2 separate regions of the Rattus norvegicus genome follow, and region 1 is linked to region 2. The links are chromatin contacts, called in public Hi-C maps. All regions are on one chromosome and are shown on one strand. Each heading gives the region's core, a stretch centred on a gene start, on an enhancer-like site or on the middle of the called end of the contact. The rest is flanking DNA. Distances are from core to core; before and after follow the strand shown.

What was found. A called contact is a pair of places that touch in the nucleus more often than the background predicts.
Region 1: a contact with region 2 is called in a Hi-C map of liver, with 6 times the contacts expected there. The contact joins two enhancer-like sites. A contact is called at or near these places in 2 of 12 Hi-C or Micro-C datasets (both in liver).

What each region holds. Positions count from the first base shown.
Region 1 is chr4:85,345,061-85,351,331 of GRCr8, forward strand. Znrf2 (zinc and ring finger 2) reads left to right here. Exons shown (of 5, transcript NM_001108628.2): 4 at 4,331-4,412. The coding sequence ends at 4,388. Among named protein-coding and RNA genes, the nearest start is that of Znrf2, 67 kb to the left of the region's middle. Within about 2 kb of position 3,336, at least 1 of the 93 cell types and tissues checked has an H3K27ac peak or open chromatin away from gene starts, as enhancers often do. A contact at or near this core is called in liver, where this site is marked.
Region 2 is chr4:85,160,040-85,166,355 of GRCr8, forward strand. No RefSeq gene overlaps it. Among named protein-coding and RNA genes, the nearest start is that of Mturn, 25 kb to the left of the region's middle. Within about 2 kb of position 1,607, at least 6 of the 93 cell types and tissues checked have an H3K27ac peak or open chromatin away from gene starts, as enhancers often do. A contact at or near this core is called in liver, where this site is marked.

The sequences.
Region 1 (6,271 bases), core at 2,086-4,585, 190 kb after region 2:
TAAAATTTGGGAAATGTTAGCACTAATAAAACCTAAGTAAATGAAAAAAAACTAGAGGTACTGTTACAGTATAGTAGACGGAGTAAGCTTCTGGTAGTTGGTGGGGGGGACCAATTAGTTATAGATACAAAAAAGGAATTGAAATCCTATTTTTAAGTTTAAAATAAAAATTCTAGGTTGTCCCAGGCAACACATGCCAGCTAATAAGAGGCCCCACACACATATACAGCAGAGGACTGCCTGGTCTGGCCTCTGCGAGAAGATGCACCTAACCCTCAAGAGACTTGAGGCCCCAGGGACTAGTGAAGGGGGGATTGGGGGGGTGTTGGGGTTGGGGTAGAAATCTTGGCTAGCGTCCAGACAAACCACACCAGGCCAACATGGTTCCACATGGAAAGGTTTAATGTGAGGAAGAGACAAGGGAGAGAGAGATGAGAGAGAAGTGTAGGAGGAGTAAGAAGGGGAGGAGGAGGAGGAAGAGGAGGAGCAGGAGGAGGGAAGGGGGGAGGGGAATAAGGAAGAAGGGACAAAAGGGAAGAGGGGAAGGGCAAGGGAGAACAAGAACAAGAGAATGAGGAGGGAGCAAGCAACTCCTTTTATAGTGTCAGGCATACCTGACTGTTGCCAGGTAACTGGGGGTGGAGCTTAGACAGAATGCTAACAGGAAGGGTTCGGGGTGGTGAGAAATAGGATGAAGAACTGTCAGAGGCAGACTGGGAGTTGGATAACAAGTGGACTGTAAAAAAAAGATTAAAGATAATTTTAAAAAAAATTAAAAGTTTAGTGAAGAGGAAATAGAAAAACATTCTAGGTTGTCTCTGCAATACATGTGAAATTCAAAATCTAAGGAAGTAGAGAAAAAAATGAGGATTTTTTTTTTTTTTTACCTTTTCATAAGAACTTTCTTTTTGTTTAAGCTAGATCCTCCAAAATAAGCTTAAGGTGTGCTCAGAGATGGCTCAGCAGCTAAGAAACTGGCTTCAGTTTCCAGCAGTCACATGGTAGCTCTCAGCCTCCCGTAATCCTGGTTATAGAGGCTCTAACACCTCCCTCTTCTGACATCCAGGAGCTCATATACATATATGGTCCACCTACTCAGAGTTAAGAAATAAACTTAGAAGATTGATAAAATTGTTACAAATTGTAGCATATTTACATTTGAGGTAGAAATAGTAGAAATGGCTCTGAGCTTTGACAACATTTTATGTTTGAAATAGAACAGCAGTTCTTCAGTCAGATGCTGCAGCAGATAACGTGTGTAGTTGGCAGTTGGAGACAGGATGATATAGTAACATGGAAATACTCTGTCCATGTGATACTTTGTCCAGCATAAGTGCTACTGTGTAACGGCTGCAGGTGAGAACAGGCCATTCAGGACTGCAGTGTGGAAGGGCACTCATCCCCACGGCCCTGCCCAGAGCTCCATCAGGCTCTGTGGTTCTAAAGAGCTCTGTCACAGTTCTAAGTTCTAGGTGATTGGCTTTAGTCTTCATGGCCTATCAGTCTGGATTCTTCCTTCACTATATGTGATATTAAACTCATCAATAATCCAAAACTACAGTATTTATTAGAAATCAACATGTTTTTGTTCTGGTAACAAAATATGTTATGGTTTTCCTTTATCTGATATTAACCATCAAACCTTGTTACTTTTAGTTTATGATTTGGTGGAAAAGTTTTTATTAAAAAGCATGCATAGTGCCAGGCATAGTGCTGTCTACCTGTAATGCTAGTATTTAGGAGACTGAAGCAGAAAGAACTCTTAATTTGTGATCAGCATAGAATATAACAATACCTGCTTTACTTCAGAAACCCTGACCCCACACCAGACAGAAAGACAGACAGACACACGCACACGCACGCACGCACGCACACACACACACACACACTGAGATACCTCAATAATAGTAGCCTTTTGGAAATCTGTAAGAAGAAGACCAAAGGAGGTGGGGGCGTTGAGATAGTTCAGTGGGCAAACGTACTTGCCCCAAGCCTGAGTTTGATCCTCAGGATCTTCATTCAAGTAGATGGACAGAACTTGTTCCTGTAGGCTGTGGTCACCACATGGTCACCAAAGCACACACAAGCTCCCCCTACAATAAGTAAGTAAATTATAATAAAATATTTTTGAAAGTAAAAAATTGTTAGCAATCAATTCAGAAAAGAGGATCAGTATAGTTGGTGGTGGGCATCTGTAATTGCTATTACATGTTACAAGCTGGTCCTTCTACTCTCAAGTCTGTTCTGCAGAACAAGTCTAGAGAAAGCTGCTACTGCCCATTATTGGAGGGGAAAGGAATAAGGCAGCTAAACCCGAATGTGAGCCAGCACCGAGAAAGCCTCACTATGACTTTACAAAGCCAATTCAAACTATAATTAATGACAGAATTAATTTATATTTTTTGTTTGACCTTTCAGAGGCTGACTATAGATAACTGAGAATTTCTATAGTAAAATAATAGATAAATTGTGATATACTCTTTGTCATTATTTATTTTGAAACAGGATTTCACACAAGCTTTCTAGGCTAGCCTTAAAGCTGTCATCCTCCTATCTCAGCAGCCAAACAGCTGGGATTATTTGGCATCAAGATCATGTGCTATTATTATATAATTATATAATGAAATACAAATTTAAAAGCATTTATGAAGAAGGCAAATGAGGTATAATATTTATGGTAGCACTAATTTAAATTTTTAAATATAGGGTAACACTATATATTCAGAAATACTGAATACTGAATTCCTGGTGGAGCAGCTAGGAGAAAGGATGTGTCACAGTCTAAACAACCAGTGAAGTAGTTTACAGTAGAAACTTTGTGGATTGATATCAGTTTACATGAGAATGGTTCTGAAGTTACTTAACTGCACAGATTACATGGCCATAAAGTAAGAACCCATTGAAAACCACATGAGTTGTAACCACAGCTGTAGCATTTTGTTTTAAGATGTAGGTGGGAGATATTTCACAGTTCAGTGGTACACACCAGACTGAAAACACATTGTAATCACATTGGGGTATGATATTTAGATTAAATATTGTGGTGGTATCAGAAGTTGCTAAAGCATTTGGAAGTATTGACATACTTCCTTTACCTTTTATTTCTGGTGCTGTCACCTGTAGAGCCACCCTGTTGGTGTATAGGAATGGTGTCTCCTCAGTTACCACTGCAGGGTTAGCTCACTGGACTTTATGAGCAGAAATTCACATGTGCCCCCAGTGAGAACACTGAGCAGTTTGAATCCTGTTTTAGTGACTTACAAGCTGCTGGTTACTTGTTCTTGGAAGACATTGATTGTCTGTTTGCACAGCTCTGTGACTTTGAACTTTGCACAGTGAGAGGAATGTGTTACATCTCTGCTGACAGTGGAGCAGCCATTGCACACATCACTATTGTGAACACTCGAAATGGGGCTGAGAAACGGAATTCTGTTGTTAATTAATGACTCTAGACGACTTCTGCTTTGGGCAGTGCAGGTCTATATTAGGGATAATTATGGGCTATGAAGGTAGCTCAGTAAAGTGCTTAACTTGCAAGGATGTGGTCTTTGGGTTTAATCCTTGGAACCCACAAAAAAAGAGCGAGTGTGGTGACCAGCACTTATAACCTCAGTGCTTGGGGTGGGAGGGGGCGGATCCCTGGGACTCACGGCTCTGCTGGCCTCACTACCTCACTTAGTGAATTCCAGGCTAGTGAGAGGCCCTGTTGAATAAATGCCCTCCAAGGTTGTGCTTAGCTTCCACATGTATGCACACATGTATATACATGTATGCACAACATACACAAATCCAAAGAAAGAGGAATCTTATACATGATTTCCAGTAAGCTCGTGAGCGCTCTATAAATGGTATCTTCTTCTGTGTATCTATGGATTTCAGAGCAGGGTAGAATAAAAGGTTCAGTAATTATATAGAAATGTGGACTTTTTAAAAATGATACGCAATATTGTCAAGAACAAAAAATTTAAATCCATTTTTATTATACTGGTAGACAACCTGAGCAGACCTGTATGTAACTGTTTTGAAAAGGAAATATTTTTCCAGCTCTGACTTGATTTTTAAATACTGATGAAATGATAGTTCTCTAAGGGAATCGTTTTTCCTTTTTAAAGTTGAAAGTACTTCATTGCATAATTGTGAGGATTTCCCCCTTAATAATGTAGAATAACTGAAGTGTAATTAACATCTTTCTTTTAAGTGTAATCAGTAAAAATACCAATTTTTTCTCACCTCCAATGACAGTAAAGTCAAGTAGTAGGTATTTTTATTCTAACTGTTAGGATGTAAGTATACATGGGATTTACACTTTGCTAATTTTGTTCTTTTCTAGCTGCATAGATGAATGGTTTGAAGTAAATAGATCTTGTCCAGAGCACCCTTCGGATTAAGCACACCAGATTCCTGTGTTATGGGTAATTGTCCCTTTTTTGTTTTAATTGATTTGTAAAATGTTATTTTGGATTACTGTTTTCATCTTCAATTTTTTTGAACTTTTTTATTGCGTATGTGTGTGGGGGCATGTACATGTGTTTTCTAGATATTTTGTAAGACTACTATATAATAACTCATATTTAAAGATACACTATGGAGTCTTAAGAGTCTTGCCCAGTGTTAGAATGCACACTTAACTATCCCAGTCCTGGGCTTAATTCCTAATACCCAGAACTACTCCCAAAAGAACAGCAGAAAAGAAAGGCCAGTGGTTATTCTGGCTTCTTGAGTGTGGTTAGGCATTGAGTGACTAGCACACTCTTGGTTCTTGACACCACATTCGTTTGTTTAATTCAGGTTTAATGCTGGAGGGAAGCAGACAGACAGTGAGGTATATATCATGACCACATTGTCTTGGAAGAATTCTTGAAGGGTCAGAGTAGTTAAGTCCCATGATTTTACAAAGCATCCAATTAATGGCATATGCACAACTTTTTGTATGTCATTTACATCTGAGTCATGTGCTTTAAGGAAAGAGGAGCAAGGGTATGTCATGAAAGACCTGAGTTCAGATCTGAACCCATGTACAAAGCACTGGGCCAGTGTACACACTGAAGTCCTAATGCTGAGGTAGGCGGATCCCTGGAGCTTACTGACCAGCTAATCTAGCCTAGTTGGCAACCTCCAGATTTAGTAAGAGACTAACAAAAATAAGGTAGAGAGTGATTAAGGAAGACCCAAGTTGTCAACTTCTGGCTCCCACACATGAGCACATGCACACATACATTCTCACACATGAAAGAGAAGAAGAAAAGCAAGGCACTCTTCAAGTCCCAGCTTGCAAAGAGAATTCACTCTACATGCATGAGCACCGTTCCAGTTGTTTTCTGGTCATTGAGTACTGTGGGCTGGTATTGCAAATTGTCTTCTGCCTGTAACTCGCCTGGTGTTAAAGTGACCCTGCGAGCACTACGGCCCCGTCACACAATGAGCATGTTAGAGTGCATGGGAAGTTGACTGGTGGTGGGCACGGAGTCTATTGGTGCTAATTTGAGCCTAGGTGTTCTGACGCTGACGATAGTTTAGCAATTTTGAGATGATTAGGTAGCAGCTCCTTCCAAAGCTGTATCATCGTAGGCAGTCTCCTTCCCATCCTTAATACACTGCAAGATGTTTGTATCACTAACAAGCCAAAATACTACTTTGTAATACAGTTTTGTTCTGCTGACATAGTTTATTAGTGCTTAATAAATTAAAGATAAACCCATGACTATCTCTTTTTTCATATCCCATAAGGTAATTTAAAGAAGGTATCAGGGCAGTGGAGCCCTGCGCTGCAGCCAGAAGCAGAGGGCCACACTGTGACTGCAACTGGAGGGCAGCAGTGTTGTTCTGAGGTCCTGTCGCTGCCTTCCTCACACTTCCTCAATTTGATCATTTCTTGCTCTTTAGGCTAGGAAGGTGCTACTGGCTGGTTTTATGTCAATTTGACACAGCTGGGGTCAACAGACGGGAACTTTAATTGAAAAAATGCCTTCAGAAGGTCAAGCTGTATATACTAAGCCTATAGGGCATTTTCTTAGTTAGTGATTGATCTAAGAGGGTCCAGCTCACTGTGATGAGGCCATCCTTATTCTGGTGCTCCTGGTTTCATAAGAAAGCAGGCTGAGCAAGCCAGTAAGTCGTACTCCTCTATGGTCTCTGCATCAGTTCCTGCCCTGACTTCTTTTGATGATGAACAGTGATATGGAAGTACAAGTCAAATAAATAAACTATTTTTTCCCCAAATTGCTTTTGGTCATGGTATTTTATCACAGCAGTGATAACCCTAAGAGAGTGG
Region 2 (6,316 bases), core at 357-2,856:
TTGGAGACTCCCAGGGCTGGGTGTCTAGCCCAGTGTCCTGCTGAGTTAGTCAACCAAAAATTCCTCCGTTTGTCAGGCTCAGCCATCTGGCAGTTTGGAAGCAGGGTTGAAACGCTTCTAGAACCAGCTGACACTTTTCCTTTTGATACCATAAGTGGCACAAAGCCCCTCTGAATCTCTAACCCATCTTTCCCCTTTTTGGAATAGAAAACAGTGCCGCTTTAAAACCAAGAACCAAAAAAAAAACAAAACAAAACAAACAAACAAACAAAAAAAAAACCTGGGCAAGCTGTGATTTGCAGCCAAAAAAGAAATGTGAAAAGAACCTAACATTTTATTTTCTAGGGAAACAACCCCAAAGCGGATGTCGATGCCAAAGTGAAGTGGATCCTCTGGGATGCCTTTTAATTGGAAGCCTCTAGAGGTCAGCACAGTATAAACAAAGGGCTTCCTAATGCTGAGGCCATACATCCCTCGGGGAGCAACCAACCAGGGTGGGGCAAAAGGCAGTTGGCACTGAGGGCACAAGACATGAAACTGTGATTCTTCAGAGCAGCCTGCTAATCTCTGACTCCAGTTATTTTCTGCCCTGTCTTTTCTGGTCTATCCTTGCAGCTCCCACACCCAGGTAAGTATCGAACCGTCCAGTGAATGACAGAGGGACAGCTGGAGCAGCAGCTGGGTTATACGTTACACTGGGCAGACTCAGGTCAGGACTCTTTCTGCTGCCGGGTAGCACTCGAGATTTGCTATGATGGTGTCTACACGGAACTGCTGCTGTCAGTGGTCTTGGAGGAGAACCTATGTCAGGTCCTTAGAGCCGGCCGGAGAGACAGATGAGGAGGGGTCAGATGGGAATGGGTGACTGCAAACTGCTGCACACCAGGACTCCAAGCCTAAGGCGCAGAACTTTAGGCAGGGATGTGTCAGGTTCCACAGGACATGGCCCCAGTCCTAAAGGGGGGTCTGGAGTCCCCCCCAGAAGCTTCCACAGGAAGGGAAAGTATTAAAACATTTTTCCCCTTTTCTGTTGTCTGTTTAACCTACACCACAGTCAAATGTCACTGAATATGGATGGCCCTTTGGTAGGGACTGGAATGCACCCAGGACACAAACATGGAGAAAAGCTGTTGATGGAAATGTCAAACTATTCCCCAGATTCTCCCCCCAATATAACGTTTTAACACTTTAGCTTAGCAATCTGATTTGATTCATTAAATTTCAAAATGGTGGGGTTTTGGTCCCAATGAGTATAGGCTACATGGTATAGTTCCAGAATAGCCTAGTGAATTTCCAGTCCTTTTTCTCATGAATTAAACAGTGCTAAGTGAGTAAACTCTAGCTGTATCTGCCTATTACATACTAAACCATTTTTGTTTCTGTTAAGAGAGAGGGAGAGAGAGAGAGAGAGAGAGAGAGAGAGAGAGAGAGAGAGAGAGCGAGCACAGCCTGGCCTTGGACACTTGATCTGTGACAGCTGTTACAGCCTAGGTTCCTTTTAACTTTGTTCCTTTTCTCACTAGTTTTTGGATAGGTAGGTATGTCCGTCTGTCTGTCTGTCTGTCTACTGTTTTTTTCAAGATGAGGAAACAGAGGGCGCTTTTCATCAGCCTCTCAGGGCCTGAGCACGGAATGGAATGTTGACAGTGTTTCACCTCTGCCTTGCCCTTGACCAGATTAGCCTGCTGCTGGACACCAGAAAAATGAATAAAGTTTCCAATATCCAGACCCTGGCACAGACAAGCAAGCAGCTGTAAGGAAGGGCATTGAAGCTGGTGCTTAGACCCGGTCAAGGCTGAGAAAAGAGCCTGCTTGCCTTCCTCTCGATCTTCCTCATAGTCCTTCCCCAGGACATGCCAGTGCTTTAATGTGCCTTTGCTCTTGATGATGGACTTTAACTCTAAATCCCCTGAAAATCTGGGCAGCAGAGATCTAACCCCTCAGTCAGACAAAGTACAGAAGCAGGAAAAAAAAACCTCTGTCCTTGGTCAGGTTCAGTGGAATTTAGCACTCACCTGTCTGACCTCACGGAGTGACCAGCCTCACCCAGGTGTAGTCCAGCAGGTCTTCTAGCACCTTGCTTCCACAGTGACAGGAGCACACATTTGTCATTTTAAGCCTCATTCATAGGCAGTGGTTAGGACACCATTTCAAACCACCTTCTTGTCACCTGCATGCATGGCGGCATGAGAGGTTCAGTGCTGCTGATACCCAGAAAGACTGTTGAGCTCAAATCTGCTTTTCTTTCCTCTGGGGCCAAGGACTTCCTGTTTAATGGCTATGGAGAATGTGCTAAACCCCCAGCAATGTTAGTCTGGCTCCTGAGATGGTGCACAGAGAGCCATGGAGACAGGAATATTCTTAGTACCATAAAGAGGGCTGGGTTTCTTGAGGAGATTGTATCACAAAGTTGCAAAGAAAGATTTCTTCTCTAGTTTTGACTCTGAATTCCCACAGAAATTTGGTCTTTTAGATCTTAGTTTCCTCTACTCAGAAAGGTTAAAGGGACACTTAACTGGGACTGTAACAGATCCTAAAATCAGAAACGTGCTAGGCATGGTAGATATGCCTATAAATCTCCACTGCTTAGGGGGCTGAGGCAGGAGGATCGCAACTCAAGGCCACACTGGGCTCTACAATGAGTAATGAGTTCAGAACCAACTTGGACAACTTAGTGAAACCCTAAGTCAAAGATTGGTGTGTGTGTGTGTGTGTGTGTGTGTGTGTGTGTGTGTGTGTGTGCGCGCGCGCATATGTACATACACACACATGCACACCAGTATGTATGTAGCTCTGTGGGTATCAGTTGCCTAGCACACAGGAGGCCCTAAGCCCGGTACCTAGTACTGAATAGTTCTTAAAAAAGAAAAAACAGTCACAGAGAATCAACTTTAGCACAGGCCACCCATAAGAGTGAATTGAGTGCTTGCTGAAATCAGAACTGGAACCCTAGTGACTGGAAATGACAGGACATTCAGTGACCCTCCCCCTGGCTCTGCAACAACACTGGGACACAGTACTCACCTGATCAGGTACGTCCCTGGGAAAGTTAGCCTTGGGTCTAGCTTTCACACCAGAATCACCCTTTCTCCATCCCCTTTGCACCCACCTTGCCAGACGGAGACTTCAGACAATGGGCCTCATGGCTGGGGTTTCTCCATCAAACATTCAGGGAGAAATAGGCTGGCATGTAAGCTGAGTATATAACAGACGGTTTCTTGTCATTACTCCCTAAAGGATACAATATGTCAGCTGTATTATAGTATTTGTATGGTAGAAGGCATTATAAGTAGAGATGTTCTCAGACACATGGGAACAAGCTCACAGCTTCTATGCTAATAGGCACCTGAAGGTTTGCTATTTCCCAGGCATTCTGAACCACCCACCGCAAGTCCCAAGGGACAACTGTAATTCAAGGTCCATTGTTTTAGTGCAGACCAATACTTTCCAAAACATGTCTTTCCTATCTCTAAGTGCCCTTAGTTTTCACATTGTACTTGCACAAAGAAAAATTCCTATATGAAAATGACCTTTTTGTTCATTAGGATTTTTCCCTCCTGAGACATAGTTTCTCTTTGTAACCCTGACTACCCCAGAACTCACTTTGTAGACCAGGCTGACCTGAAACTCACAGAGATCTACCTGCCTCTGCCTCCCAGCCAGAGCGCTGGGATTAAAGGCAGTGTCACCATGCCAGGTGACTGAATAGCTGAGAAAAAGACAGAGGACATGGCACCAAGCCGGGCCCAGTTCCAGCTTCACTGCTCTCTGGAGCACTGGACAGGGTACGGGTACAGGGGGCTGCTCCTCCACAGGGGAGCGCAAGCATGCTCAGGACAGAGCTACACCCTCGAAGACTCACGTCCAGTTGCAGGCACAGACGAGAATGATTCCTCCACAGAGTGGGAGGAATCCCGTTCTGTCACATCATGAAATAGAAGACGGTGCCTGGGTACCAACTAGTGAGGGAACCGTTGTCTAAAGCTGAGCCTGAAAATGGGGAATAGCCATAGAGCAGTGTGCCTCAGTTTATCCTCCCTCAGCCCCAGAGGAAGCCAGCTCTAGCGGCAGCTGTGGAGAATGGCAGGAAGCGGACAAGCTGAGATATTCAGGCAGCAGGAGGCTTGCCTCAGACAGTAATGATGTGCACAGCCCTGGCCCCAGTGGTAGCCTAGAGTCTGATAGATCTAGTGTGTGATTAGTAGCCAGGGCTGTCTGCCTGTCGCAGCTATACAGCCAGAAATGTAAGTGCATCCCCCAGCAGGGTGAGCATTACTTAAGAGATCATGAAAACATGAAGACACATGCTCTGCCTGGACAGATCTCAGGATTGTGGTTGCTTACTGCGCTCTGAATACACTTAGGACACTCCCAGCTGAGCATCAGACACCCTTGCAGGCATGATTTGGGAAATCTTTTCAGTGAGAAAATTCACTCAGTCCACAGAGGCCCTGGTATTCAAAGAAGGGAAGCTATTCAAGTGAAGATAGCTCCAGTGGATGTCAGGCACCTGCCAATCCTGTCTCAACACCAGCACAAACTTGAGGAAAGATGAGTTCAAAAGTGCCCCCCCACCATGCATACAACTGGACATCTCCAAGATTTTAGACACAGAAAAGCTGCTTCTAGCTCTGCCTCCCCCATCCCTTCCTAGACACGCGCCCCTGGGAGTCTTCCTCCTTAACTTCCCCCCTTTTTCTTCTAACTATATGTCTAGCAGTATTTTTGGTTAATATGATGTTTCTCCCCTTTCATACTTGATATAATATTAAAGTCAATTTTATTTACTATTCGCATGTGGATGAGTGCAGGGACACATGTGTGAAGATCAGAGGGCAGCTTTCAGGAGTCTGTTTTCCTTCTACTTCCTTAACCAAAACCTCTCTTGTTTCTGCTACGCTGCATAATGCAGGCTAGCTGGCCCCCACGCTTCTGGGCGATTCTTCTGTGTCTTAGTTAGGCTTTCTCTTGCTGTGAAGAGACACCATGACCAAGGAAACTCTTTAAAAAACATTTAATTGGGGCTGGCTTATAGTTCAGAGTTTCAATCCATTATCACCATGGCGAGAATCAATGTGATGGGGCAGATAGGTGCTGGAGAAGAAGGAGCTGAAAGTTCTACATCTCAATCCTGGGCAGCAGGAAGAGACAGTGTTCCACTGACTCTGGATAGAGGTTTCTGAGACCTCAAACCTCTTCCCCTAGTGACTCTCTTCCTCCAACAAAGCCACACCTGAGAGAGGTGGGGGTGGGGGGAGAAGCTAAACCCCAAAGCCACAGGCATGATGAGCAGAGTAAAAATCAATAAAATTGATACTAAACTAAGAGTAAATAGAAACAATGGAACAAAAAGGTACTTCTTTGGAAAAGCAAATCGGATACAAAGTTCATAGGTTAAACTAACCAAAAGAAAGGAATGGCCCAAATGAGTAAAATTAGGGACTGAACCGGGAATTTACAACCAATTCCAGTGAAATGAGAGAATATATTTCCTAATAAGGAAATATTTGTTAAACTTCTATTTTAAACTAGATAAGAGATGGATTAAATCTTAGGCCATATCAACAAGATAAACTTAAACATCTTCATAAAAACAAGGAGGGTGTTACAGAAATGAAAAGTCTACCCACAGAGAGAAACCCAGGACTAGATAGAGCCACTTCTGAATTCTACTGAACTTTTAAGGAAGGGTTAACACCACTGCTCCACAAAATGAAAAGTGAAAGAGCGCTACCAACTAACTGGGAAGTGAGGCCCACTCTTTACCAAAGCAGGATAAGGATATATGACAGGAAAATTTCCCTGGTGAACACAGATGTAAGAATTTCTTCAGTAAGGTAGTTGGGAAAATGATCACTCTTCTGTTTGATTGTTTCTGTGTACATGAAGACATTAAAAGGATTACATATCATGGGCAGGCTGGTTTTTTTCTGAAGAATGTGAGGTTTCAACATCAACAAGTCGATAGACTTAAGGACATAGTCACATGATCAGCTCGCTAGATACAGAAAGGTTTTTTGACAACGTTGAACATGATCAGGACCTAGGAAGAAAAGGAAAGGATCTTAATGAAAGCTCTCTGGCACAGCTTCAGCTGACATCACCTGAAATGGGAAAAGCTGGAAGGGTTTCCTCTCGAATTAGACAAGTTTGCCACTCTCTTAGCTCACAGTCAATCTCGTTCTCAAAGCCGTACCTAGAGCATGGAGACAAGAGGTAGAAATAACAGGGATGGAAACAAGAAGGTAAAAACCAATGTGTCCCATATGCAGATGACAAGAGCCTAGACTTAAGATGACTCACCAGAAAACTCACA